4 separate regions of the Mus musculus genome follow, and all the other regions are linked to region 4. A link is a contact called in public HiChIP or PLAC-seq data. All regions are on one chromosome and are shown on one strand. Each heading gives the region's core, a stretch centred on a gene start, on an enhancer-like site or on the middle of the called end of the contact. The rest is flanking DNA. Distances are from core to core; before and after follow the strand shown.

Region 1 (2,700 bases), core at 55-2,554, 330 kb before region 4:
GCCTTCTTACAAAAGAAGGTAGGAAGGCAGGTACGCAAAGAGGGAAGGAAGCTGCCACACCCAGGTTCCCTGCCCCTAGCAATGATTCGGAGGCAGGGTTAGGAAGAACCCAGGGTGGACCACTGCCAACTACCTGGGCATTCAGCTTCTGGTCTCCCTGGCTTCAGGGACTAGACAAGATAACATGAACGTGGTCCATTTATCCATTTATGAAGCCCCTGTTGGTGCCAGGCATCATTGCCCCAGGGCCTTGTGGCTAAGCACATGGTCAGGGGACCTGCTCAGGGCTTCAGTAAGGGTGGGAAGAGGGCCAGTGGGCAGATAAGTGAGCGAGATGACATCAGGTCAGTGCCAATGAGTGCAGAAAGAGATGCAGAATGGAGCCAAGGCGCTGGAGAGTGGCTAGGTCAGGGAAGGACATGCCAACCAGATAACATTGAGGGCAAGGGTCTGAGGTGGGCTGGGGAAGGTAGAACACACACAGCAAGGGAATAAAGGGGGAGGGGAGGGGCCCCGACGGGGTCCGGGGTTCACTTGAAATTGACCTGGAAGGTTCCAAAATGGAGGCTGTGATTTGTGATCTAATTTACATTTTAAAAAATCACCAGGTTGCTCTTTGAGGTGGAGAATATGGGTAGGGAGGGACAGAAATTCCGAGTGTCCCGAAGTGAGGGGAGGCTTGTGGGAGGAGCTGGATGAGGATGGGTGTTTGGTGGTGGGCAGCCTCTGCTGAGAGCTGGGGCTAGGGAGAACCCTGGGCAAAGCTGGGTTGCCAAGTCCTGGGAAGAAGTCCATGGAGTGGGTGGGCCTGGGAGCTCGGCTGGCTCTGGGCTACAAGAAAGGGTGCCCCCTTGCAAACAAACAAACAAACAAACAAACAAACAAACAAGAGACCTAGAATTCACTTTGTAGACCAGCCTAGCCTTGAACTCAGAGATCTGCCTGCCTTTGCCTCCTGTGCACTGGGATCAACCTGCATCACTTTGCTTGGCAGATCCTTTTGGTGTTTTAGAAGCCAAGATGGTGGTGCTTAGTCCTCACGGGCCTTATCTCTCCTGCCCTGGTGCTCCAAGGCCACTGGGTCTCAGCCACTTCTTCCTAGCAGGTGGCCTCCATTTCCAGTGTCTTCCTGTGGCCCAGGCTCGCTGTTCAGTTTCCAGTCATCATTCAAGGTGGGAAGGAAACAAACAGGGAGGCACAAAAGAGGCTCCAGCTCCTTCTCTTAAAGGCAGCAGCCTAGAAGGGCGGCATGCATTTGCTTACATCTCATTGGCCAAAATTTTACTGCATTGACCACACTTGGTTGCAAAGGAGGCTGGGAAGTGTAGTTTTCTGCTGAACCCTTTGTCCACGACTCTGGTGAGACAGAGGGGTGTGGAAAGCAGCTAGCCACATCGGGACGTTCGTTAACCGTGATGCCAAGTAGATAAGATCAAAGCAACCACCTGTTCACGCTCACCGAGCCTTCTGCCACCTGTTCCCACGTCACTATGTCCCCACAAACTTCTTTCCCAGCCTGCCCTGCTTCTCTCTCCTAACTCAAATCTTCCTTCCCTCCTCTAACTTTCTTGACACGTTGTTTGAACTCCCTCCCACCCCAGGGTCTTTGCATTTACTTCTGTGATACTTTACACCAAGACCCTTGCACCACCAACTCAACTCGCCGAGACTCAGGTCTCAGAGAAGACACTCACCAGACACTGTCAACCACAGCACTCCAATGATCTGTCAGGTATGGCCTTGGTGTGGCTGTTCAGTCTGGGATTGCAGAGCCTTGTGCCACCCAGAACAGTTCAATGAGGATGCTCACACGTTCCGTGGTAGATCAAGGAGACTCTAAAAGAGCCAAAAGCTCCGCCGCTGAGTGCCATTGTGGTCACTGTAATGGCACTGCCAGCGTAGCTCATGTGTTCATGGCAATGCTGTGAAAAGAACTCTGACAGGAAAGGACTGATGACAGGCTATGCTACGTTACTAGTTTATGTATCCAGCTTTGCCATTATTTCAGCATATATTTCTACTGATTAAAAACATCTCTGTAAGCCAGGCAGTGGTGGCGCATGCCTTTAATCCCAGCACTCAGGAGGCAGAGGCAGGCGGATTTCTGAATGCAAGGCCAGCCTGGTCTACAGAGTGAGTTCCAGGACAGCCAGGCTACACAGAGAAACCCTGTCTCGAAAAAACAAACAAACAAACAAACAAACAAGCACACAAACAAAACGATCGCTGTAAAACAGCATGTCCTGTGATGCTAGCACCAGCGTCATTTATGCGTCCACTGAAGTCTGTGCTGAGACAGTAGCCTAGGACACCTGGGATGTGTCCTCTAGGAAGATGGTGAGCCCCTGGCCACTCCCTGTTTTTTTCTACCATGTATTCCCTACAGTTGGTGTAGTTAAGTCACCTGATGATGCGGTCCTCTGCTATTGTTAGTGACATGTGACCGTGTTTTAGTGACTCCTCACTGGCATTAGGGACATACCAGCAGCAAAGAGGGTTCCTTTGACTGCCTCCATGTCTGTACTTCAGAAGAGATGTGTGACTGTAGACAGGGGACTTTGCTTTGGCATTGAGCTATAGATGCCCACAGTGTATACAGTTCATGCCTACAGTTCATACAGGCCTGTGGTCCCTAGGACCCATGGTCATGCCACCTTTCTGCCTGCTTTCCTTGGCCAGGCCTTGGGTTTCTGGAGGAGA
Region 2 (2,700 bases), core at 132-2,631, 360 kb before region 4:
GGCCACAGTGACACAATCCATCTTGCTGTTCCATGGGTTTGTCTCATTACAGCTTTTTCCTAAGTGGAAAAAGAGGAAGAAAGAAAAGAAAAGAAAAAGAGCAAGGGAAGCCTCGGCTGCCTGAGAGTTGTCACATCCTGAGAACGGCCCTGACCCTGTGTGGCTGTCATCCACTCTGGTCAGCTGCCCCCAGCATCAGTGGCCCCCTGACCTCTGAACCTTGTCCTGGGCACCTTGCCCTTGGCAGCCTTTCCTGGTCCTGCCTTTCCCAGCTGTGCCCTCTGGATAGGACCAGAATGTCTGATTGGCTCAGGTTTTGTCCTCTATACCTCATGACCCCAGACCCTGGGATCTATGCTAGCCCCTAGGCACAAATGGCTAGGTGTTTCAACAGAATTCTTATTTTCATAGTCTCTTGAGAAACAGTTGACATTCCTCATGAGAAAAATCACAGATCGAGGTACATGTGTGCTGAGAACAGACACACTTTGCACATGCGTGGGGACCCACTCTGTATACTGTGCCTTGCTTCAACATATGGAAGCAGGCCGGAGAGATGGCTCAGCGGTTAAGAGCACTGATTGCTCTTGCAGAGGTCCTGAGTTCAAATCTCAGCAACCACATGGTGGCTCACAACCATCTGTAATGGGATCTGATGCCCTCTTCTGGGCTGTGTCTGAAGAGAGCAATGGTGTACTCATACATAAAATAAATACAATCTTTAAAAAAAATGTGGAAGATCTCAGATGGAAGGGCCCCCATATCCTCCTTTTCACAAGACCACTTTATCCCCAAGTTACCTGTTCTATTCTGGTCAGCTGAGTGGCTTTCCCAACAGTCAGGCACCCTCGCCTCCTTCCCCTCCGGGTCCACTCCCTCCCCAGCCGCGCCCCGCCCCCCCATGCCCCGCCTTGATAATGGATCTGACTCATGAGGAAGCCAAACAATCTTTCAATGCTTGGAACCTGGGCCCTGCTGTGTCCTTGGCTAAATCAATGAGTCCCTGTAAGTTTTTCTATCTGGAGTGCAAGGTCAATAATAACACCCAGGGGTGAGCGTGAGACTGGAAGAGCATCCATGTGTAGTATAATAATAATAATAACAGTATTTTATAATCGAGCACTAGCTTAGGGTCCCAGTCCAAGTTATATTTCTTTTCTTTTTTTTACATTATTGGCTGGAGTCTTCAGTTTCTATCACTCACGACCTTAATTTAAAGCTAAAAGATTGAGGTGCTGAGAGACTGGGTTAAGTGCTTATGGTTGTAGCTGTAAGGAAGAAGGCCTTTTTCATCAGGGAGGGAGGGCTTGCAGAATCCTCCCAGCACTCCTCCCTGGCTGTATTCTGTTCCCTCGGGAAAGAGCCCGCCCCCAAAGTAGGTGTGGTCTCAACAAGGGCATCCCTAGAGCCTGCCTTCTGTGGCAGAAGTCCAACAGTAAGTAGCTCAGCCCTTACTTCAGGGAGGGAAGTAGCCTCAGCTGAGAACCTCATGCTAGCCTTCAGTCCCCAGTGTTCTCATACCTGACCCCACAGTTACCTGGGAATCTGAGGGCCCCCAAAGAGAATCTTCCCATTTCGCTTAACGTGAGCGCAATCTGATCTCCATAGCTGTCAGCTCAGAACTCTGCAACTGAACAGCGTAATTGACCATCTAGAGCTGCCATGGCGTCTTAATCCCAGCACTCGGAGGCAGAGGCAGGCAGATTTCTGAGTTCGAGACCAGCCTGGTCTACAGAGTGAGTTCCAGGACAGCCAGGGCTATACAGAGAAACCCTGTCTCGAAAAAACCAAAACCAAAACCAAAACCAAAACCACCACAACAACAACAACAACAAAAAAAGAGCTGCCATGGCGTCTTAAGCGTGTACCACGTGCTTCATTCCAAGATTAAAAAAAAAAAAAAAACAAAACCAACCAACCAAAACAAAAACAAAAAACAAAACAAAAACAAAAAACAAAAAACCTCTACTCTACAGACATTGGTTACACTTCATCCCGCCACCTTCCCTAGAGTCCCTGTCTCACACGCAAGCACCGTTAGGGTGATGGACATTGAGATTTTTGCCCTTAACACATAACTAGAAAGGGCAGGCAGGTTTAATCTCAGCTGCTTGAATATAAAACACTCTCCTTAGAGCTCCCAATGAAGCAGAAGCGAGAAGCCATTTCAAAACCCCTGCTGCACAGAGATCCTCTGTGAAGCCCTCTTGGGAAACCCTGAGCAACTGTCCTAAGACCAGACGCTGACGCCTGACCGGAGAATACTGCGGACTGTGGGAGGCAAACTTTGAACTAAGTCTGCCCAGTAGCCAGCCAGCTGGAAACCCTGTAGGGAAACAAAGCCTGCAGGACGAGCTCTAAGAGCTCGTGGGCGGGGCTAACTTTCGTTAGCAGATTGCTGAAGGAAATTGGAAGCTTGAAGGGAGGACACAGGTGAAAACAGCAGCTAAGACTCCACGTGTGAAGCCTGAACCCGACCAGCATCAGAAACCTGACCATCCGCAGGAAGACCTACAGAAGAGAAGAGGACGGCCCACCGCTCACTGCCTTATCACAGAGGGATGCCCCAGGGTGAGACAGGCTTCTGGGAGCCTGGGAAGGAATACCAAGAGATGTGAGACAGAATCGGAACAGCCAGGCCAGTTTGTTATCGCGTTTGGCATCCTTATCTTTCCGCTGTTTACATCAAGTCCTTCTTTA
Region 3 (2,700 bases), core at 78-2,577, 440 kb before region 4:
CTTCCCAGTCTGGAGTCATCTCTACACCCCCAGCCAGGGCCAGAGCTGCTAGGCACCTGCAAACATCTCCTGCTATGGTAACAAGACTGACAAAGGCTTGTGTACATTTGTGAGTGTGACTGAAAAAAATCCCAGTCTTCTGCCACTTGTCCTGTCATCTCCTAGTGTCCCCCCACCCCACGGCGACCCCCCCCCCCGCCCGGCAGCTGCTGCAGGTGAAGGAGTCTGTAACAAAAGGCCTTCTTTGAGAAACACTCCCCAGGCCATCTGTCCATGTGTTCATCCACCAAGCCACAGAAGGGCAAGGATGGATGCTCAAAGGTGTGCGGACTTGTGCTAGTGCCAGTTGAAAAAGAGCAGCAGGCTAAGAGACAATGCAAGGGTGTGCACAGGGTCACAGCCTGCTCCAGGGTGGAGGGTACAGGAGGGGCGTAAGCACGAGCCGGAGCAGTGAGGTTGGATGTCGGTTAGAGTATTGCTGACTTGGATCCAGGATTGATGCTCTGAGTGCGTAGCCTCACCTGGGTTGCACTAGGTGGGTTGCACAGGTGGCCGGATGTGTGAATCTGATGGAATGACCAAAGCCCGTGTGTGTGTGTGTGTGTGTGTGTGTGTGTGTGTGTGTGTGTGTGTGTTCGCGTGTGTATGTGTGTATACCTTTGGCATCGTCCAAAAATGAGGTTCCCAAGCATGAACGCGGTGTGTGACCACGTCCAGGACTGTGTGCCACACTGGGTGTGTGACGGGGTGGGATGAATCAATGAGAGCGGCCCCTCCCCCCGGTGGCGGGAATCGCCCCCTCCCGCACCGCGGTGCGGAACAAAGCGGCGGGCAGCGGAGCTGGACGCGGGGCGGCCTCTGCCCACACCACAGGCCGGGGCCGTTCACCGGGGCCCCGCCCCACCGCGCCCCGCCCCGCCGCCCCCGCCCCGCAGCCCGAGCCCGATGCCCGGCGCGGCCCAGGACCCTGGACAGCGGCCCCGGTCCGCGCGCCCTACGGCCCAACGCGCGCCCGCAGCTTACCCGCGCCGGCTCCTCGTAGCTCCGGCTCGCGCCGCGCAGACCACCCCGGTGCTCCTCGGCCGCGCTGGCGGGCGGACCCGACTCCGCGCCGTCCCTGGTCGGCTGGGCGCCCCGCCCCGGGCATGCGCGCTGGGTGCACTCGGGAGCCGGGAGGGGGCGCCGCGGGGGCGCGCGAGGGCCGGCAGACGCCGCCCGGCCCTGGGGACCGCGCGCCCGCCTGGTGCTCAGCTGGGAGCACCGCGGGCGCACGGGCGGCGGCCGCACCGAAACCCCGGTCTTCCCGATTTGCCTGCTGCCTCAGCGAGGAAATTTCCCGCGTCCCTCTCGGCCGCACTTCCGGCCTCTGCCCCCTCCGCCCCGCCCCCGGCCCTTTGTCTCGCTGCTGCCCACGCTCCGGCGAGTGGCGGCCCTGGGCTGGGAGGCGCTCGGCGTCCTCCCTGCAGCAGCCTCCCCGACGGGGAGTCCGCCCACCCTCTCTGGTCTGGGTATGCCCGGTCTCCTCCTCCTGGATACTCTCCAACAAGTCACCTCGCCTCTTTGAGCCTCAGTTTTTACGTCTGTAACTAGTATTAAATCGCCTCATAGCGATCTTAAAAAAGAAAGTGCTTGAAAGAAGGTGTTTAGGAGTCCACTTGAGTGAACCGCTGAAGGCGTGAGGACTCGCTGCCTGTTTCTCTCTACATTTGAGCAGAGGAGTGGGACCCTGTCCTTGGACTTCTCAGATGCGAACTCTGTGATATCTTGGAAGTGGTAAAAAGATCCCTGTGCCTGAACTGTGAAGCCACTTGCTAGATTACTAATGCAAATGAAAATCTTAGACAGGGACACAGAGCTAAAATTTGACTTTTAGGTGTCAATGGCTTCCATGTCCAATCAGGCCAAGTGAATAGTCTGCGCACTTTTTTTTTTTTTCAAATATGGCTAAGTTTCTTGTTTGTGGTCACACCATTCCTTAGTAGGTCGAATTGGGGTTGCAAATTTATACAGGCCACTTTCTGAAGCCCCACACTTGGGCTTATGTTTTAGTAACCATTGCTTATCTGTTTACCTTACCTTAATAACAGTAAGAAAATCTAGATGGCAAGTGAACATTTAAAATCCACAGGAAAAGCCAGGAGTAGCGACACTGCCTGTAATCCCAGCACTCAGGTGTCTAGAGCAGGTCGGTAATCCTGAGTTCTGAGCCAGCCTGATCTATATAGTGAGTACTTGATCAGCTTGGACAAGACTGATATAATAAAACTAGCAAGACTTTGTTTCCAAAAAAAATCTCAAAACAATGGAATTTATGTCGGAGAGCACGGACCCGTTTTCAGGACCACGGACAGCGCACAGAAGAGTCGCTCTCCTATTTTCTTGGTGCTGAAAATGGTTTTTCCACTGCCCAAGAGGGTACTTAGCTTCAGAATTTACAAACCCTGGTCCACATTCATCATTTCACCTATTGCCAGATGCCCCCTCAAGGTGAGTATTATTGGCTTTCTGGCAAGCAGGAAGGAACCGAGGCTTGGGAGGTCCATGAGACACACAAAAGTGGCAAGAACCAGCTTTGATTTTCAGCAGTCTCACCAGAGGCAGAATGACTCTGGAGCAGAACCAAGTATATTGCGAAGTCTGTGGCAGTGGTTCAGGTGAGGACTGGTTATAAATGAAGCCGCAAGCCTTTGATAAGATGGA
Region 4 (2,700 bases), core at 155-2,654:
AAGCCTGTGAAAAATTCTGGCTGACCGTCGAGACTCCTCTACCCTGTGCTAAGGTGTATGAGTTTCGACCCCAGAGCTCTGTGTGCTTCCATGTTGCTGCTTTATTTCGACCCCAGAGCTCTGGTCTGTGTGCTTTCATGTTGCTGCCTTATTAAATCTTGCCTTCTACATTTTATGTATGGTCTCAGTGTCTTCTTGGGTACGCGGCTGTCCCGGGACTTGAGTGTCTGAGTGAGGGTCTTCCCTCGAGGGTCTTTCACAGGCACACCAGAAGAGGGCGTCAGATCCCATTACAGATGGTTGTGAGCCACCATGTGGTTGCTGGGATTTGAACTCAGAACCTCTGGAAGAGCAGTCAGTGAGTGCTCTTACCTGCTGAGCCATCACACCAGCACCCCCCAACCCCAAAGGATTCTTTATCATGTATTTACTACACTCACTGTGCTTTTTACAAGAGGCCAAAATATTCAAGCAACTAACATGCCCCGTAAATATGTATTTAGATATATGAAACAGGAACACAGCTTTAACTGAGGATGGCTCCCAGGACCCAGAGCATGCTAGATGAGCGCTACAGAGCTGAACTACACACCCAGTCCCCAATACTTACTTACTAAATGTATGGCTTACATTGAACCTGTAGCCGTGAAACATACATTCAGGCAAATCTGGGATAGAGTGAGCTCAGGCGTTGCTCCTCCGTGGTTTAGGAGGAGCAAAAGTAGATGAGGACCCCACCCCCACCCCCAGGAAAAGGACACGCTGCGTCTGGCTGTCTGGGAGAGCACAGAAGTGTCGAAGGGAGGTCACGGTGGGGAAAGTGAAGGCAGGCCAATTTCATGGAAACATCACCTAAGAAGGGATCAGAAGAAGCCAGGAAGCTCTGGAAACCCCACAGTTTTTATAGTCAGTGTGGCTGGAAGTGAAACAAAGGTTCACAAAGGCCAGCAGATTCACCACAGTAGCACTATCAGAGATCTGGAGCCAGATTACAGCGGGGACAAAGGCCGCCTTGAGGGAAGGGCAGGAGACAGGAAAAGAGGCTGGGCCTGGAGCCGGTTTAAAAAAAAAAAGGGTGGGGTGGAGATTGCGGGAGAAAAGAAAGAGGAGTAAGAGTTGGTACTCTAGCGGAGCAAGAGGCACAAAAACTCAAGGAAGCACGAGGTCGGACAGGAGGAGCCCAGGATCCTCCACTCGGAGCGTTGCTATCAGGGAGTGGCAAATCCAGATAGATTGATGGGCACAGCGACAGCCGGATCCGGGGCGAACTGGTCTGGACAAGAATTGGCAGTCTCTTCCCGACTCCGCCCAGTTTGCAAAGCTCACCTTTTTCCCAAGGCTCTTCATCCCGCACCAACGTCATGGCCTTGGCTGGGGTGGCCGCCGATTGGCCTGTGGCAGCCATGTGACAAAGACGAGTCTTAGCCACCCTCCCCCGAATGCAGTCCCACGTGTGGCCGCTGCGGCCGCGTGGTGTTGTCTGCAGCTTTATCGCGGGTTTGCAGGACGCCCTGCCGGGGAGCTGAGGCTTAGCCTCCCCCGGTCCTGTCCCGCTGACTGGAAGAAGCGTCCCCAAACCTGGTGCCAGGACACTGTGTCCTTTTGCTGAGTCTTACGTGGTTGTCAGTTATGATCCCACCTCTTCACGGATCCAAGGCTGTGAGTGTCTTAAACTGTATTGCGGTACCTCAGGCCTGTAACACCATTGAAAGGATCGTGAACTCAAGACCAGCATTGACCAGACAGTGTGGAGACAGCTCAGCACCAGCATTGATTACACAGGATGGAGACTCTTTAAAAAGAGACGGAAGCGGGGATAAGGAGGGAGGAAAAAGAGAGGGAGAAAAGGTAGTATTTTATATTTTTGGGGTGTGTGGGGGTGGGGACTAGTTCAGCTGCTAAGGGGAGAGCATAAAGTCCTGGGTTCTAGCTGTAGAACCCACCTAAAGAGCTTAGTGATGGCCAGTAATACAGAGTTGGGGTGCTGGCTGTCATTGAGCCCAGGTCCAAGGTGAATGGCCCTGAGGAAAGACTTGGGAGTACTCTGGCCTGCACGAACACGCATAATAAAAATATAAAATAGAAAGAAATCAAAAGGTGGGGTTTTTTGTTTGTTTGTTTGTTTTTGTTTTTTTTTTGTTTGTTTGTTTTTGGTAAGTAGTGTTTTAGGTCTCAGGGTGTGGCTAGGAGCCTACCAGTTATGATTGCCAGCAGTATAAAAAGTAAATAAATAGCATTTTAGAGACTTGGAAGCCAGCACATCTAGCTGAAATGAACTGTCCACCATGTGGCCCAGGGCAGATCTTCAGTTTGATTGATCCTCAGATTCCCTATCTATGAAAGAGGATTACCCAGAGCTCCTAAGATGGCTCAGTGGACTAAGGCACTTGCTGCCAATCCTGTGACCTGAATTCACTCCCATATAGTAGAAAGAAGGATCAACTTGTGCATGTCTTCCGACTTCTACAAAGACACAAGCCTGCCCACAAAACCACCGCACTCACATCCACCCATAAAATACATTCATATAGGGGTTTTGTTTTGTTTTGTTTTGTTTTTTGAGACAGGGTTTCACTGTGTAGCCTGGCTGTTCTGGAACTCACTCTGTAGACCAGGCTGGCCTTGAACTCAGAAATTCTGCCTCCCGAGTGCTGGGATTAAATACATGCGCCACCATGCCCGGCCATATAGGGTTTTAAA

The links. HiChIP or PLAC-seq counts read pairs in DNA pulled down with a chosen protein or histone mark.
Region 1: a contact with region 4 is called in an H3K4me3 HiChIP or PLAC-seq map of the SCID.adh cell line, with 3 times the contacts expected there. The contact joins two enhancer-like sites.
Region 2: a FOXA1 HiChIP or PLAC-seq map of pancreatic cancer cells shows a contact between it and region 4. The contact joins two enhancer-like sites. A contact is called at or near these places in 6 of 115 datasets of contacts at active chromatin or transcription factors (bone marrow-derived macrophages, craniofacial prominence, embryonic basal ganglia and 3 more).
Region 3: an H3K4me3 HiChIP or PLAC-seq map of forebrain shows a contact between it and region 4, with 4 times the contacts expected there. The contact joins the promoter of Gprin1 here to the enhancer-like site in region 4. A contact is called at or near these places in 5 of 39 promoter capture datasets (the 3T3-L1 cell line, the C10 cell line, embryonic stem cells and 2 more), 2 of 15 datasets of contacts at CTCF or cohesin (embryonic stem cells and large pre-B cells), 3 of 484 Hi-C or Micro-C datasets (bone marrow-derived macrophages and embryonic stem cells) and 10 of 115 datasets of contacts at active chromatin or transcription factors (craniofacial prominence, embryonic basal ganglia, embryonic forebrain and 6 more).

The regions. Positions count from the first base shown.
Region 1 is chr13:54,862,962-54,865,661 of GRCm38.p6, forward strand. The region is part of intron 2 of Gm40959 (a long non-coding RNA gene); the gene reads right to left. Among named protein-coding and RNA genes, the nearest start is that of Gm40959, 10 kb to the right of the region's middle. Within about 2 kb of position 1,305, at least 18 of the 459 cell types and tissues checked have an H3K27ac peak or open chromatin away from gene starts, as enhancers often do. A contact at or near this core is called in the SCID.adh cell line, where this site is marked.
Region 2 is chr13:54,827,315-54,830,014 of GRCm38.p6, forward strand. No RefSeq gene overlaps it. Among named protein-coding and RNA genes, the nearest start is that of Tspan17, 39 kb to the left of the region's middle. Within about 2 kb of position 1,382, at least 20 of the 459 cell types and tissues checked have an H3K27ac peak or open chromatin away from gene starts, as enhancers often do. A contact at or near this core is called in pancreatic cancer cells, where this site is marked.
Region 3 is chr13:54,748,547-54,751,246 of GRCm38.p6, forward strand. It overlaps Gprin1 (G protein-regulated inducer of neurite outgrowth 1), which reads right to left and starts at 1,328. Exons shown (of 2, transcript NM_001316710.1): 1 at 1,024-1,328.
Region 4 is chr13:55,188,982-55,191,681 of GRCm38.p6, forward strand. No RefSeq gene overlaps it. Among named protein-coding and RNA genes, the nearest start is that of Nsd1, 19 kb to the right of the region's middle. Within about 2 kb of position 1,405, at least 411 of the 459 cell types and tissues checked have an H3K27ac peak or open chromatin away from gene starts, as enhancers often do. A contact at or near this core is called in the SCID.adh cell line, bone marrow-derived macrophages, craniofacial prominence and 8 more, where this site is marked.